Linked DNA regions of Gasterosteus aculeatus: region 2 is linked to region 1. A link is a contact called in public Hi-C data. All regions are on one chromosome and are shown on one strand. Each heading gives the region's core, a stretch centred on a gene start, on an enhancer-like site or on the middle of the called end of the contact. The rest is flanking DNA. Distances are from core to core; before and after follow the strand shown.

Region 1 (6,814 bases), core at 3,682-6,181:
ATTTGTTCAACGAGCACAAACATGTAAACAAAAGTGAAACCTAATTCAAATCAGCTTTATCTGTAATCTCTCATCCAACAGGCTGAAACAGAAGCGGTCTGCAGTCTTTTTCTTTGAAACGATTGTAAATGTGTCTGCTGGTTGAGACGAAGCATTCAGGAAAACCTCAGACAGACAGATACTGTCAGACGTCTGTTCATTCCTTACATTTTTTATTTTGTTGACATTTTGTATTTGTTTCTAGTGAGATAATGAGTTTATAAAAAGAGACTTTACTGTCGTAAAGATGACTCCTGCTGAATAGATTTATTTGTCTACTTTATTACTTCTTGGGGCTGCGGTCCTGCAGACATAAATTGGTGTAGGTTCCCAGCGGGCGTTTCATTCACGCTGATGTCAGTAACTCACAAACTGGCTAACGAGAACAGGGAGAAAGTGCTCGGATGAGGCGAAATCCCAGATCCGAGCCCCCCCCCCCAGATTCCTTGTTGGCCGTGGTGTGAATAACGAGGGCTACTGTGAAGAAGGGATTGTTGGGCCTGGCACAGCTCCACAAAATAAGGACCATGTCTCTGGCCTCTACGAGCACCAGGAAATATTGGACTCCCAATTATGTTTCTATTAACGTGTGACATTTGAATGAGATCTGGAATAGTGGTACGAGAGGTACCATTCCATTAGAGCAGGGTTCCCATCCCACAGTGACCTTCTGTCCGTAACAAGTATTTTAACACGACCATGAGTCGTGTTTGGTGGGACGTAGAGTAGCAACAGCGAGGCGCTTTGCTGAATGCTTAAATTCATCACAGGCCGTAACAATAACAATGCTGACAGGCCGGTGCTAACCAAGCTAGTGTGACAATATATTCTGATGTGATGTATGCAACAATGCCGTTAAAATGTTTGGAATAAGTTGTATTTTTTTTCTTTCCTTTAATAATGGTAGGTGATTTAAACATCCATTTAGTGTTGCATGACCGGGGATTCAGAATTGGTTTTCCACTCCAGAAAAGCTGGTGTGCTGCCATCATTATTGATCCACAATGGCGCAATTGGCCTCTAAATATTGATTGAATTGTTTTCATCGCAGATTGGTCTTTGGGCTGTGTGCAGTACACCAACAGGTTAGTTTTAATAGTTGGTCATCTGTGTTACGTAACCCACCCAACACAACTCTGAAAAAACTGCTTTGCTAAAGCCGCACGGTGGCTATTTAAAAACATCCATTATATTACACTTGCCACTGAAACTGGAAGCGGTTCACATTTAAAGTCTGAACACACTTTGATGGCATTCATACACAGATCAAGTGTTGCTTATGAGCGGCCTTTGTCTCTCTGAGCCCATTCTCTATAACCATTGTACAGCATTTTGTTCTCGATGTAGACCCCCTGCATGGAGACTAAATGACATCCCCTTGAAAAGGAAACGTTCTACAACCCACAGGACAACAAAAACAGGGACAAGATGTTTGAAACATCGGACTGTACCAAATTTATATTTTGAACTTATTCAATATTCTTTCAGGTCGTAGAAACAAAAATGTGTTTTACAGTATGCCTGAAGTTAGGAAATGAATGTGACTACAGCTGCTGTAAATCATAATAAAAAGGTAGTGAGCAGTTTCTGTCCCCTCAAGAAACTTTAGCTTTGTGTTTACGGAGTTCATTAACATACTCTGCTCGGACTAAAATCAGTCATTTCCTGTTAAACAGTTGTTTCCCCAGTAAAGACTAGTTGCAAAAGTGAAACCCGGTGGGGCATGACTGACACGTATGACAATAACAATGTCTGAGCAACATTTCATGTCAACAAGTCCAATCATTATTTTGGTCTGGACCACAGTGGTAGACTTGCAGAGCAACATTGCAACACAAAAATCCGAAATCTCTTGACTTGTTTTAATCCATAGCATGGGTGAAGCCTCCAAAACACTGGGCTAATATTCCCTTTTTTATGGTGTTAAGATGGGTAAATGTCTTTGGATGCGGGCGGCGCCCCGCGGTTATAATGGTAGGGCTCACCCGAATGGTGCAGTGAGGGATTCTGCAATACACAGAAATATTTGCAGTATGAAAATTCCTCCACAAATAATGACAAGCATTACAAATTATTCTGAACCAGCAACTCAGACGAAAAGCTTTGTATTAAAGCATCGGGGAAAGAACACCGGAGCAATTCCACAAACACACCTGGAGACCCTCTGGGAATTGAAGGCTCAGCGCACAGAGGAAGAGGTGGACGGTCGACGGTACCGGTTTGTACCAGATGTAATATCAAAGACGTCAAATGAAGAGCTCATCGCTGTGGATGCCACGAGACAGAGCGCCTTAACACCCCAGTTTGGAAAAAGACGGTTCAGTTGATTATTACAAGTGGTCCTACAACGCTTGAAGGGAACGTTTAAAGAGTTTCTTTATATATATATATATATATATATATAGGGTTTTTTTTAAAAAGGTATTTGCAGCTGAATTCAATGCTCTAAATACTGCATGCACACCTGTACATCCAGAGGTTCCACACTGAACAAATATAAGGATGTCGTCAATTGGCTATAAAAGAAAAAGCACTTCTTTCTGATTGAATTTGGCTCTACAGCGAGGTAGTGGTCCTGGTGTAAGGAGCGGAAACCGAAACGCTGTTGCGAGAAGAAGCGTTCAGCTCAGAGCAGTCGGCGAGCAGAGACGCTGTCGGTTTGTTTTCTAGCTGCCTGACATAATACGGGTGGATGACATCCAGGCCTCAGTGTTAAAATGGTTTGACATTTATTAAAGACTCTGGTAAGAACATAAACCTATACACATTCACGTAAAGATATAGACACACACACAATGCCCATTTACCTCGCTCGCCTCGTCAAGTGATTTCCCAGAGGGGCTGAGCGAGCCGCGAGCTGCTCCCACGTTCCCTTTTTCCAGGAGCTGGATCGCAGCACCGATGCGATCGCGGACGGCCACGCGAAGAAGAGGTACAGCCGTCAGCACACTCGGCAACGAAAAGTGGGCAGAGAAGCAGAAGTAATGCCAGAGTGGCTCATTTACGCCACGCAAACCGGTAAAGATGCAAACATGAGTCAAAATGACTGGAGACCCTTCTGTTCAGTGGGATTGCACCTGCTTCCTTAAAAGACAAATAAATATATATATATATATATATATATATATATATATATATATATATGCTTGGCAAGTTTCTGGGAACACTTTGTTGTCTGTTCTTTACACACATAACCGGGTAAACCACAATTATGCCGCAAGATTTCAGCAACTGCGCTGGTACAACAGGAACGAATGCCAAGCAGCAACATGGTCCTGAGCCGCAAGGACGCAGAAGCATTTAAATCTCGCTTAAAGTGCTGACAGTAGCTCATAAGGCCGCGTGTCCCTTTTCTGCTTTTAGTGCTCGTAAAGTTGAACACAAAACCGAATGGAAGTACGCGTGAGGGGAAGTTAAAGAATTCAGCAACAACACACACACACACACACACACACACACACACACACACACGTCAGTCAAATAGCAGTGGGTGAAGAGAGTTAAATGGATTTATTGTCCATCACGCAGACTCCCTGCTTGAGATCGGGAACAAAGAGGAGAGTTATTCGTTGCATGTCATTTATGTACTTTCCCTTTCTTCTTCATCAAAAAATGTGCAATACTGGAGAGCTGCTTTCTTTTCAAGTCGTCCTTGAATTAAATTCAATGAAAAGCCATTCAGCCCCGCGCCTCATGGATGAGGGATTAAACCATTTGTGAACAGGTTAAAATGAGCACCACTTGAGGCCGACGTGGGGAAGCCATGGCTTGTTTAAATTAGACACAAAGTCCTTTCAGAGCGGTGAAAGCTTCTTCCGGTTTTTGGGGACATTAAAAACAAAACAAACCCTGGGTGACTTTCTGCTACCACAGAATTTCACAAAATACAATAAAAACAACCCACCAAGTTTACAGGTATTAGCACCATCATGTCAGGTTACAATATAAACTCTTCAAATTCATAAATGTTGAAGTAGGCATATCTGTATACATGCATGAATCGCGTTCTCCTTTGTTGGCATCACTGCATGTATACAAATGATGGTAGTAGTTAATGTTTTTATAGTTAATATCGGTCAAAGCACACATCCCTGTCCGCCGCTGGACTCGTAGACACTAGAAGACATTATAGGAGGACGTCTCGAGGCAAGGAAAGAGGTCCCCGGTTTGTAAAGCACGGCGGGGTGTGAGGATGCAGCAGGTGCACGACACACATGGATGGCACATTATCGCGCGCGCGTGTGTGTTAAGCGGAAAAACATTTGTTTTATTTAAATCCCGTGCAGGTGCAGAGGAGTCACTATATCCTCATGCGCTCCGATGAACAGTTCACTGAATAACAATGAACACGCGGCCATGAAACGCGCGCTGTACGAGCTGCACTTCCCCTTCATATATACACACGGCGGCGCATCCTTAAAGTTTCACTCACCGGGGTTGGGAGTCCCTCAAACGCGGCGGTTCCAGCCCAGAGGGGACGTCCCGGTTCGGACGCGCGAGCGCCTCTTCGTTCCTCTACCTACGGTTGTCTGAACGGGGAGGCTTCTGCGCGAGAGGAGCGACGGGAATCAGCTGCTGGCCTGTGATGTGTCCCATGTGTCGCACCCCTCTCTTCCGGGGGAGGGAGGGTGGGGGGGGGAAACACGGACGGACCGGCAGACACTCCACCCGCCGCTGGTGTGTGTGCGGAGGAGCCGCAGAGCGAAGACAGACACCCAACGGCTGAATGTTTGCACACCGCCCCGAACAGCTGTCTGTAGTTGGACCACTGCAATGTGCCCCGGTAGAGGAGGAGGAGGAGGAGGGGGGCTGGTCACACGCACGCTCACTGGGAAGCACGTCGCGAGCACCCGGTTAAACCCAACTTTTATTATTCGACAACAAATGAATCCACGGGTCCTAAGTCCCGCCCTGTTCCCGCCGGCACGCCGTGCCTTTACTCCCACCGCACCACCCCCGTTTCTGATTGACAGGAGAAGATGTACTGCATCTCGGCTGATGGAAATAACATATTATTATTACTATATTTCTGCGGGCCCCGCACACGGAAATATCCGTACTGCTCTTTCGTTAGACGTAAGGATTGAACATGCAGTGGATGAATTGATAGCGGGGAAAAGCAGATAGCGCCCCTGCTGGCCGTGTTTTCTGTTATTTCTCAATTGAGACGACTCAAACGGACGTCTCAGTAATTGGTGACAAGCACAGCGGTCATCCGTTGCGGATCTGAACGGTGTAATTACTGCCTCCACTATAGCTGACTCAACATGATGGGCAGTAGATTCATCAACACTGGCCATCGCAATTAATTGCCTCAGCAGTAGATTCATCTGTTATTTCCCTCAAAGGGAAATTATTTTCCTGCCCTGCCCACACAGATGGTGGAGATTAAGAAGAAATAGGCATAACGTTAATTGTATTATTCTATTTGAGAGTAGGCCTACGCAACTTTTTTTGTGTCAAAGAACCCCGACTGATATTTGCAAAATATGCATTATTTGCTTGGAATCACGATTTGTTTTGTATCTCTTAACTTAAACTTTAAGTTGAATGGTAAATTCGCAAGAAATAAAAAGTAGTGCCATTTGTAGTATTTCCTATTGAAAAGGCAAAGACTTCATCCATCATGTTAATTTGGGGTGGGTTTTAGAATAGTCAGTAGGGGTTAAAAAACAAAGGTGTCCATTTTCACAAACAACAAAAACTAAATACACAATTCCGAAATGTGCAATGAATAAATATCTTGTGCTTTTCATACATATATGTAAAGTAAAATCTCTATTTGATCATGTGTGCTGTCATAACAAGTGACTATAGCGTGTACTAGGGCACTTAACACAACTGTACACAAATCAAAAATAGTGACATTTTAATGGTGGTTCTTTGTTTATTTACCAAATCTTACTGTGCATTTTTATATTTCCAAAACATCATATTATTGTGCTCTATGTTTTAAAATCACCTGCCAATCCTGTATACGTGGCAATAAACAGTTTGATTGTTATCATTCCTGAAGTACCGTGTTCAGGTGATGTAGCCGTTCACACTGTTGAAACCTGTTGGACTGGTGGGAAATAAAATGTAAATATTTACTGCAGTCTCCTGTTGCATAGAGTTTCCCCACTATTCAACCATATGGTCTGCACAAGCAAATGGTCGAGACCAGTTAATATGGTTTGCCATGGAGTGCAGTCCACGGTTGAACACTTAAAGGGAATTCTTTCTCAACATAAAACATATTGTACTGTAAATGAGCCATGTGTAAACTTGTGTAAGGCAGCTGCTTATCTCGGCTGTACGGCGAGTTTAAACATTCATTGAAAACAGGAGCACTGTGTTGGTGCATGCAGTGAATGTTTTTAACATTTCAGGCCAGTGTCTCTTTAAATAAAATACTTTTCATAATCTCTCAACTAATCTCCCAAATCCCCCCCCCCCCCCCCCCCTTCTGAATGTGTGTGTTCACTTTGTAAGAAACACCATCGATATTTCTCACTATAACGGTACAATTTTGAATAGTTTAACTGACACAATGTATTTGCTCAAGCTTTAGACTGGAAGCAGTGGTGAAGGAAGTATTCAGATCCTTTAATCAAATAAAAGTACTACCATGTTGAGAAAAAGATACATTGGAATCTTACTTCACCAAAAGTAAGTAGATGTGTGGTATTTGGATTAAGTTGAGCAAAGTTTTTTTATCAATGCTTTGTATCTTAAATTAAAATGGATTATTTGAGCTATTCCATCAATCAAATTATTGTTTTTGTTTTGCATT
Region 2 (6,669 bases), core at 3,266-5,765, 36 kb before region 1:
CACATGAAACCTTCTCTCATCCCTCCGCTGAAACTGTTCCCCAATTTAACTGAAACAGGCGGAACATTGTCTTTATTTCACATCGTTACAGCAATACACTTTAAAAACAAGCACCTATTACAACCTCGAAGCGAATGCAAGACAAGTCCCCGGCCCTGGTCGGTCCAACGTGAGTGGAAGTCCAAACAGTAGAGTATATTCTCCATGTTTTCCATGATGGGATGTTTAGGAGAATCCTTGTTTTAGTTACAAACAAGTGCTTTAATGTCTTCTTTCCCCCACAGGACCCGGACTCAGAGGCATGTAGCACAGAAACAGAGGTATCTAAAGTTTATAAAATAAGATTTATACACAATATCACAATAATAAACAGCAGGCTTGTGATAGCTGATGTTTCATTTGTTCGTTTGTCTTCTAGAAGTGAGCGGTGAGGAAACCTTTGAGGGCGTAGTGACATGGGACACCACAAGACCCCGGCCCCTCCACACTAAATGGACGCTGGATTGGAAAAGACGTAATCCAAAAGACATTTCTTGGTATCCTCTATTTCTTTGGCATCCTTTACAAACAACATCCCCCGCTCTAAAGAGTGAGCCCGAGTGACGGTTACTGTAGTTTTAGCATTGCTCGTCTGTATACATGTACTTTCGTTTTAAATGTTTTATTTAGTGTAGCTTGGTTTGCCTTTGTTTCTTTGGGTGTAACATCCGCCTCCACCCTTATCCGTGCCGGTTAAAAGAAAACTTTGATGCATCAGTGTATACAGGATTGATTCACAACTCATCCATTGCTTCGGTCTCTGGCTTTTGTCAAAACAAGATACCCCATGACATCACAGACGGAGTGACTCATCCCGTGTGCACCTTGCGATCTGCAATTCAATAAAAGATGCACAGTAACACGACTGTTTTTCTTTCTTCTCCTGCCCGCAGTAGTGAAACAAGAATACATGCAGCATGTTAAGAGAATTCAGATGTTCTTTTTTATTGTCTTCATCATCTCCAGGTGTACAAAAAGCATGCAAAAAATTGCTTCTTTGTATATATTGGTACATATTTACATTGTAACAAGTGCATTCCAAAGAGACGTGCCATGCAAGCGACACAAGGACAGAGAAATGCACAAGACAACAAAAAGCTGCAGGCACACAAGCACACAAGCGGCACGTACAAACTCACTCTCTCACACTCCTTTGGATCGAACTAGGACCTGAAATGATGAAAGTTTCCTGTGGTGCAACTAACTCATACGTTTCTTTCTTTGTTACCACATTTACGGCACTAAGCGAGGGCTTTCTCAAGGATCCACGATTTAATTGAATGTGTATTTCATTTGTATCTGGACAGATCGGATACCAAAAGGTGACGGTTATGCTGATACATTGAGCCATTCAAACACGGTCACAACTAATTGTTCAAGAGCTCAAAATGACTGGATTCTTAAAAAAAATGTAGTGTAGCCCCATTTTTAGCAGTTCTTTTGCAGCTTTCCAAATGGCCAATATAATTCTTTACCAAATGTAATAGAAATTGGTTTAAAAGCTTTGAATAACTGTAGCCATTCTATCGTCATACGGATATGTAAAATCTGGTCACTGCAGCTGAAGCAGCAGGTTGTCCCAGAAGGGAGAAAGAGTTGCTAATTGAGTTTATAAAAAAGAAAATCTCAAAAAAAAAAAAAAAAAGTACCAATGCTTCCAAATGCAGATTTCTGAACAATAGCACAGGAGACTGAGAGCAGACAGATACACAGTCAACACGGTCTTTACAGGTGAGCCACACAGACACTTTACAATGTTAGACAGTAATATACATGTATAACAAGAATAACTTAAATATGTATCTAGAAGTGGAAAAGTGCAAATATTGAATAAGTGAAATGTTTATCGAGCAGTGGAAAAGTGCAAATATTGAACAGTGTTTCAGTTGTTTTTCAACATGGTCAACTTGAAAACATAAAAGCAGAGGAATGCCGGATATACACAGAGGACAAAGACGACAGCACTACTGCACTCTGACCAACGTCAGACACATTAACGTCAAGATGGCCACGCGCTCATACGGGCAAAACCATTCCATAGTCTTTGGAGTTTAAACCGCCCTCAGTGCCTCCTTTCGCCGACGTGGTCATCAGCACAGAGAAGGGCCAACATCAGTCAATGATTCCTTTCCGACATGCAGACACATCATTTCACACAGGAATTCATCCCTTTATAAAACACATTACAGACTCTTACTGAACAATCAAATCAAAACGAGTAAAGCTTTTAGATTCCCCGGCGCCACACAATGCCAATAGCAGCGCGTGAAAGGCTTTCTCATTCACATTGTGCCGATGCCTCGGCGTTCGGTTTGTACCCGGTTCGGTTGAGTCGTTTTTTCAGTAACCCTGAAAAAGTATGTATGTATGGTGAGTAGAGCTTCGCTGCTTTACCCCCCCCCCCCATGGCCTCCTTTACCTGGAGGAGTTTTATGAATTTCTCGTGGAAGAGCACTCATTGATGTTTATCCTGGACAATGATTATTCATGCCTTCACATGAGCTCTGCATACAAGACTGTTGTGTAATAATGCATTCTAGTTTTTACGAGAAAATATTGAAAGAGATATGCAATAGTAGTTTGTGTTCCTTTTACTTCTCTTGCCTTACGACATTCACTTCCAAAAGCTGCGGTTTCTCTCGCAATAAACCGAATCAAACCGTAGAGCGAGATAGGAAGAGACACGTTACAGAGCATGAATCCGCAGGCAGTCGAGAGTGCAAAACAACTTTGAACACAGAAGCGGTTGCACATTACACCGCGACCATAGCCTGTTCAAATGAGCCAGCCTCTCTTCAACAGCGGGCTTCCTTCTTCCTTCCGGTCAGAGAAGTTCACCCAGTCAGGCGAGAGGACCGTGAAGTTCTTCAGCACCAAAGTAAAAAGCTACCGATGGCACGAACACAGTGAGACGATAACATTGACGACACCTCGAGACATTTATGTGCAATATCAACCCCCCCGTGGTGTACTGAACAGATAATAGTTTAATTAACATGCTGTGGTTTGTGATGGGCCACGCTCTTTCTGGCCGGCTCTGACTGGGACAGCTGGCACGAAGCAGTCAGATGATGAGGCCCGACTGGTCATTCATGCAGAAATATCAAAAGAAATAAATATCTGAGCTCCAGAGTGTTGGAGCATTGCAGTGTAATGCCCGCTGCAGAGTTCCTCTTCTTGGTTCACTGATGCCAGTCACATCAGTAAAGGGTTGCGCTGCGAATACTGTGGATCCAACTCAGCGGACAAGTGGGGAGTAAGATGGGGAGAGGGCAGGGACGCTAAAAGATGCCGAGCAGAGTTGGAGCGTAAACAAAAGCCATGAAGCGGGTCTTCCAAACCATCAGTCTGTCCAGCGTCATTGATTTGATTAACAGGTGGATGGAAGGGGGGACACACGGGTAAAGGGGACAAAACTCTGTGGGAGGTCTCATGAGGCGGGCTCGTCTTCGTGCAGGTCCTCCAGCTCTCCGTCTCTGGGTCCGTCTCCCGTGCTGCTCTTTCTGCAACAAGTAAGAGGTGGCGGTCAAAAAGAGCACACGCAGAGATCTAAACCACTGTACTAGACACTGTGCTTCGTCTCTCCACAAGCAGCGAAACCAGGGAAGCGTTTTTGTCACATGATGAATGTTAAAGGCAGCCTTAAATGACAGCAGCAGGGAGACGAGGGAGCTGGGGAAGGCTAGGCTGCTCCATCACTTGTCATGACGGGAATGAGCGAGAGCAGAGGAGTCTAAGATGATGATCATGATGATGATGCTGCTGCTGCTGCTGCTGCTGGCTGGTAGATGTTGGACAGACAGCGTGTCGGACCATGCTGCACAATGTGTTACCTGAGGGAGGGGTGCAGTTTTAAAGAGGGCCGGAAGGGCCAAGAGTCCCTGCAGCAAAGTGGGAGAAAAGATGGGTGGAAAAAAAAAGGGTCACAGGTGAGAGGGCAAAGGTCACCTCAGTGTGTGTGTGTGTGTGTGTGTGTGGGGGGGGGGTGTTAAAGGTCACATACGTCACCTCCTCAACCTGTAAATGCTTCCTGTATCTGTGGCTTTGATATTTGTGAAAAAATGACTCAAATATTTTAGGATTTTGAGCGCTAAGGTTAAAAAAAAATCAAACCTTTTTTTTAAACAGCATCCCATCAATCTCCCAATCCGGGTCAAAATGATGGTGGTTAAACAGATTACATAAAGCTACGTGTGAGCCATGAGTGTTCCAGGTCTTTCTTGATAGTTCTCCTATTAAATCCGTACAATTTATAATTCATGGTGACATGAAGCTGGACAATCACTAACTATGAGCTAATGGACAGATGGGCTAAATACTTCAGATGAGTCTAATTTATAAGATGAAAGCCCTGTTTTTTTCCCCCCCACAGTCCCCAGCAGGGGGCAGTGTTGTCTCAAACTTCCTTCATATGCTCTGGAAACACCTTCACCTCGGATGGCAGCGCTCTGAATGTCTACAATCTAATAGGGAAAACCTCGGCCTCTAGCAAAAGGGAGATGGGAGCCTGTCTGCAGATCACATCACATCAGATTACTCTGCTACGGATGCTTCAGCTCGGCTCTTGGCCGCACTGCTTATGTCGGGATTGCAGGAGCAGTTCACACGATTGCCCATTTCCCCCCCCCCAGTGATCTCAATCCACGTTCTCACTCAGAGCTGGAAGCAACACACAAAAGAAACACGTATAAAAGCTGGAAGCTCCGCTGCATACAATGAAAGAATGAAGGATGGTGCTATGGCAAAGCAGCAGCTGCTGCTGCCGATGTCAGAGTCTCTAGTAATCTCTGCAATAAGCAAGAGCCTCGTGTTGTTGCGTTTCTCCGTCTTCACGGATGAGATGTACAGTTATTGAGAGCCAGAGGGCGCGTGTGCTTACATGAGCAGGCTGCCGGGCGCAGACATAGACCTCTCCTCTCTCCTGCTGGGACACTCAAAGGGGTTGCTGAAGGATCGCTTCCTTAGCATGGCTCTCACCAAGATCTGAAACATTCACAGGCACAGGACGGCTGCAATGACGTGCCAAAGCTCGCTGTGGCTCTGCACAAAATAAAGTATTCATCGAAGGAAGTGCACACAGAGGGTTGAAGCAGACCAGAATGTCTCAGATAAGTCCATTCTTGTTACGTTTACAACGTTTTTTTTTTTTTTTTTTTGTTATGTACAAGAAAAATATTTTTCAGGATTATCTCCATCAGTCATATGCTCATATTGTTTGTTGTTGTACTTTTCTGGAATATTTTAATGGTCATAACTTCATATAAGACCCTATAGGAGAATCAATGTGAGAATGTTCCGACCTCTTCGGCGGCTTGGAAAGTCCATCTACAGGATGCTATAAAGCCAATGGTATAAATCATTTTCAAATGTGCCCTTTATTAGTCACCGATATGCTGTCAGTGCCTATTAATGCAACCATGTGAGCTTGTTTCCCAATAGAACATTTATGGAACCAGCCGATCGAAGATCTTGAATCCCCCATTTGGGGAATTTGTTTCTTTAATATTGGTATTCAGGTTTGAATCAATGGCTTTAATGGCAGTCAAATATTACAAAAGCTACAGGAATACGCACCATTCAAACTGGGGCATCAACTGTTTTTTTTTGTGAACCAGCCTGCACTGCACTGTGAGTAAATCACTACGTCGCTGTGCTTTGTCACCATCGCGGTAAACGGAGGACTGCAGCTGGTAGGGAGCAGCCTCTCTTCCCCTCTCTTGGAAACGATGCGCATCTATTTGACACAAAAGCCCCCCGCCAAGGGAGGACGCGCAGGGCTCCTTACCACGGCCGAGAGGCTGGGGACAAACTTTACGGAGTTCTGGATGTCCTCCTCAGTCACCTCCACCGCAGAGCAGTGCTCCTCCTCCAGGGGCAAGGGGTCTGTGCCTAACTGGGTCACCCACTGGTCCATCTAACACACAAACACATCTATAATGCACAGAAGTTTGCAACATCTTTACAGGAATTCAGCCTCTCAGGTTTAACAGAGTACATTGTTGTAAACGGACTCATGTATAACGTATATTTTTCTGCAAAGATTCATTACTATTTTCCATCCTAGATTGGTCATGTGATCATTCGGTTCATTGGGATCGATGCAAAATAGATGAGTTTCCATAATGATATCAGTGTTATGAGTGCTGCAGGAATGTCACATTTTTGTTTCCTATCCAAAAAGCAGCGGATTTATATTTTGTATATTCATAATACTTACATTTTTTGTAAAATAATATCCACAAATTAATACGGCATCTTTCATTTTTGAAGCACAAATCAAAGCAGCAGAAGTAAAAAGCATAAAAACGCATTGGTAGACTTTTTTTAAATGCGTTTTACCAAAAAAACATTGAAACGCCAGTCCACTTTAAGATGGGGGAAGCACTCGACGGCTGCAGCACTCAATGGCTAACTGGTTTTCCATCACTGGCAGAATCAATATTTCATTGTTTTTGTTGACAATAAGAAACAAGTTTCCCTTAAAAACATTCATACAGATGCTCTAAAGTCCACGTTGGGAAGCTCATTGGGCATCCAAAAAGGAAAAAAAAAAGCGAAAGCTAGTATTCAAACTAAAAACACAATTATTCAGTAATCAGTCCTCGAGTACCGGAGTTCACTTCACTCCAT

Evidence for each region. A called contact is a pair of places that touch in the nucleus more often than the background predicts.
Region 2: a Hi-C map of tail fin shows a contact between it and region 1, with 5 times the contacts expected there. The contact joins the enhancer-like site here to the promoter of camkk1a in region 1. A contact is called at or near these places in 5 of 6 Hi-C or Micro-C datasets (liver, skeletal muscle, tail fin and 1 more).

What each region holds. Positions count from the first base shown.
Region 1 is chr7:17,928,310-17,935,123 of fGasAcu3.hap1.1, reverse strand. It overlaps camkk1a (calcium/calmodulin-dependent protein kinase kinase 1, alpha a), which reads right to left and starts at 4,931. Exons shown (of 16, transcript XM_040181156.2): 1 at 4,472-4,931.
Region 2 is chr7:17,963,552-17,970,220 of fGasAcu3.hap1.1, reverse strand. camkk1a (calcium/calmodulin-dependent protein kinase kinase 1, alpha a) reads right to left here. Exons shown (of 16, transcript XM_040181156.2): 14 at 5,825-5,953; 15 at 4,919-5,022; 16 at 960-3,542. The coding sequence ends at 3,470. p2rx1 (purinergic receptor P2X, ligand-gated ion channel, 1) reads left to right here. Exons shown (of 13, transcript XM_040181161.2): 12 at 285-320; 13 at 419-899. The coding sequence ends at 424. Among protein-coding and RNA genes, the nearest start is that of p2rx1, 13 kb to the left of the region's middle. Within about 2 kb of position 4,515, at least 3 of the 9 cell types and tissues checked have open chromatin away from gene starts, as enhancers often do.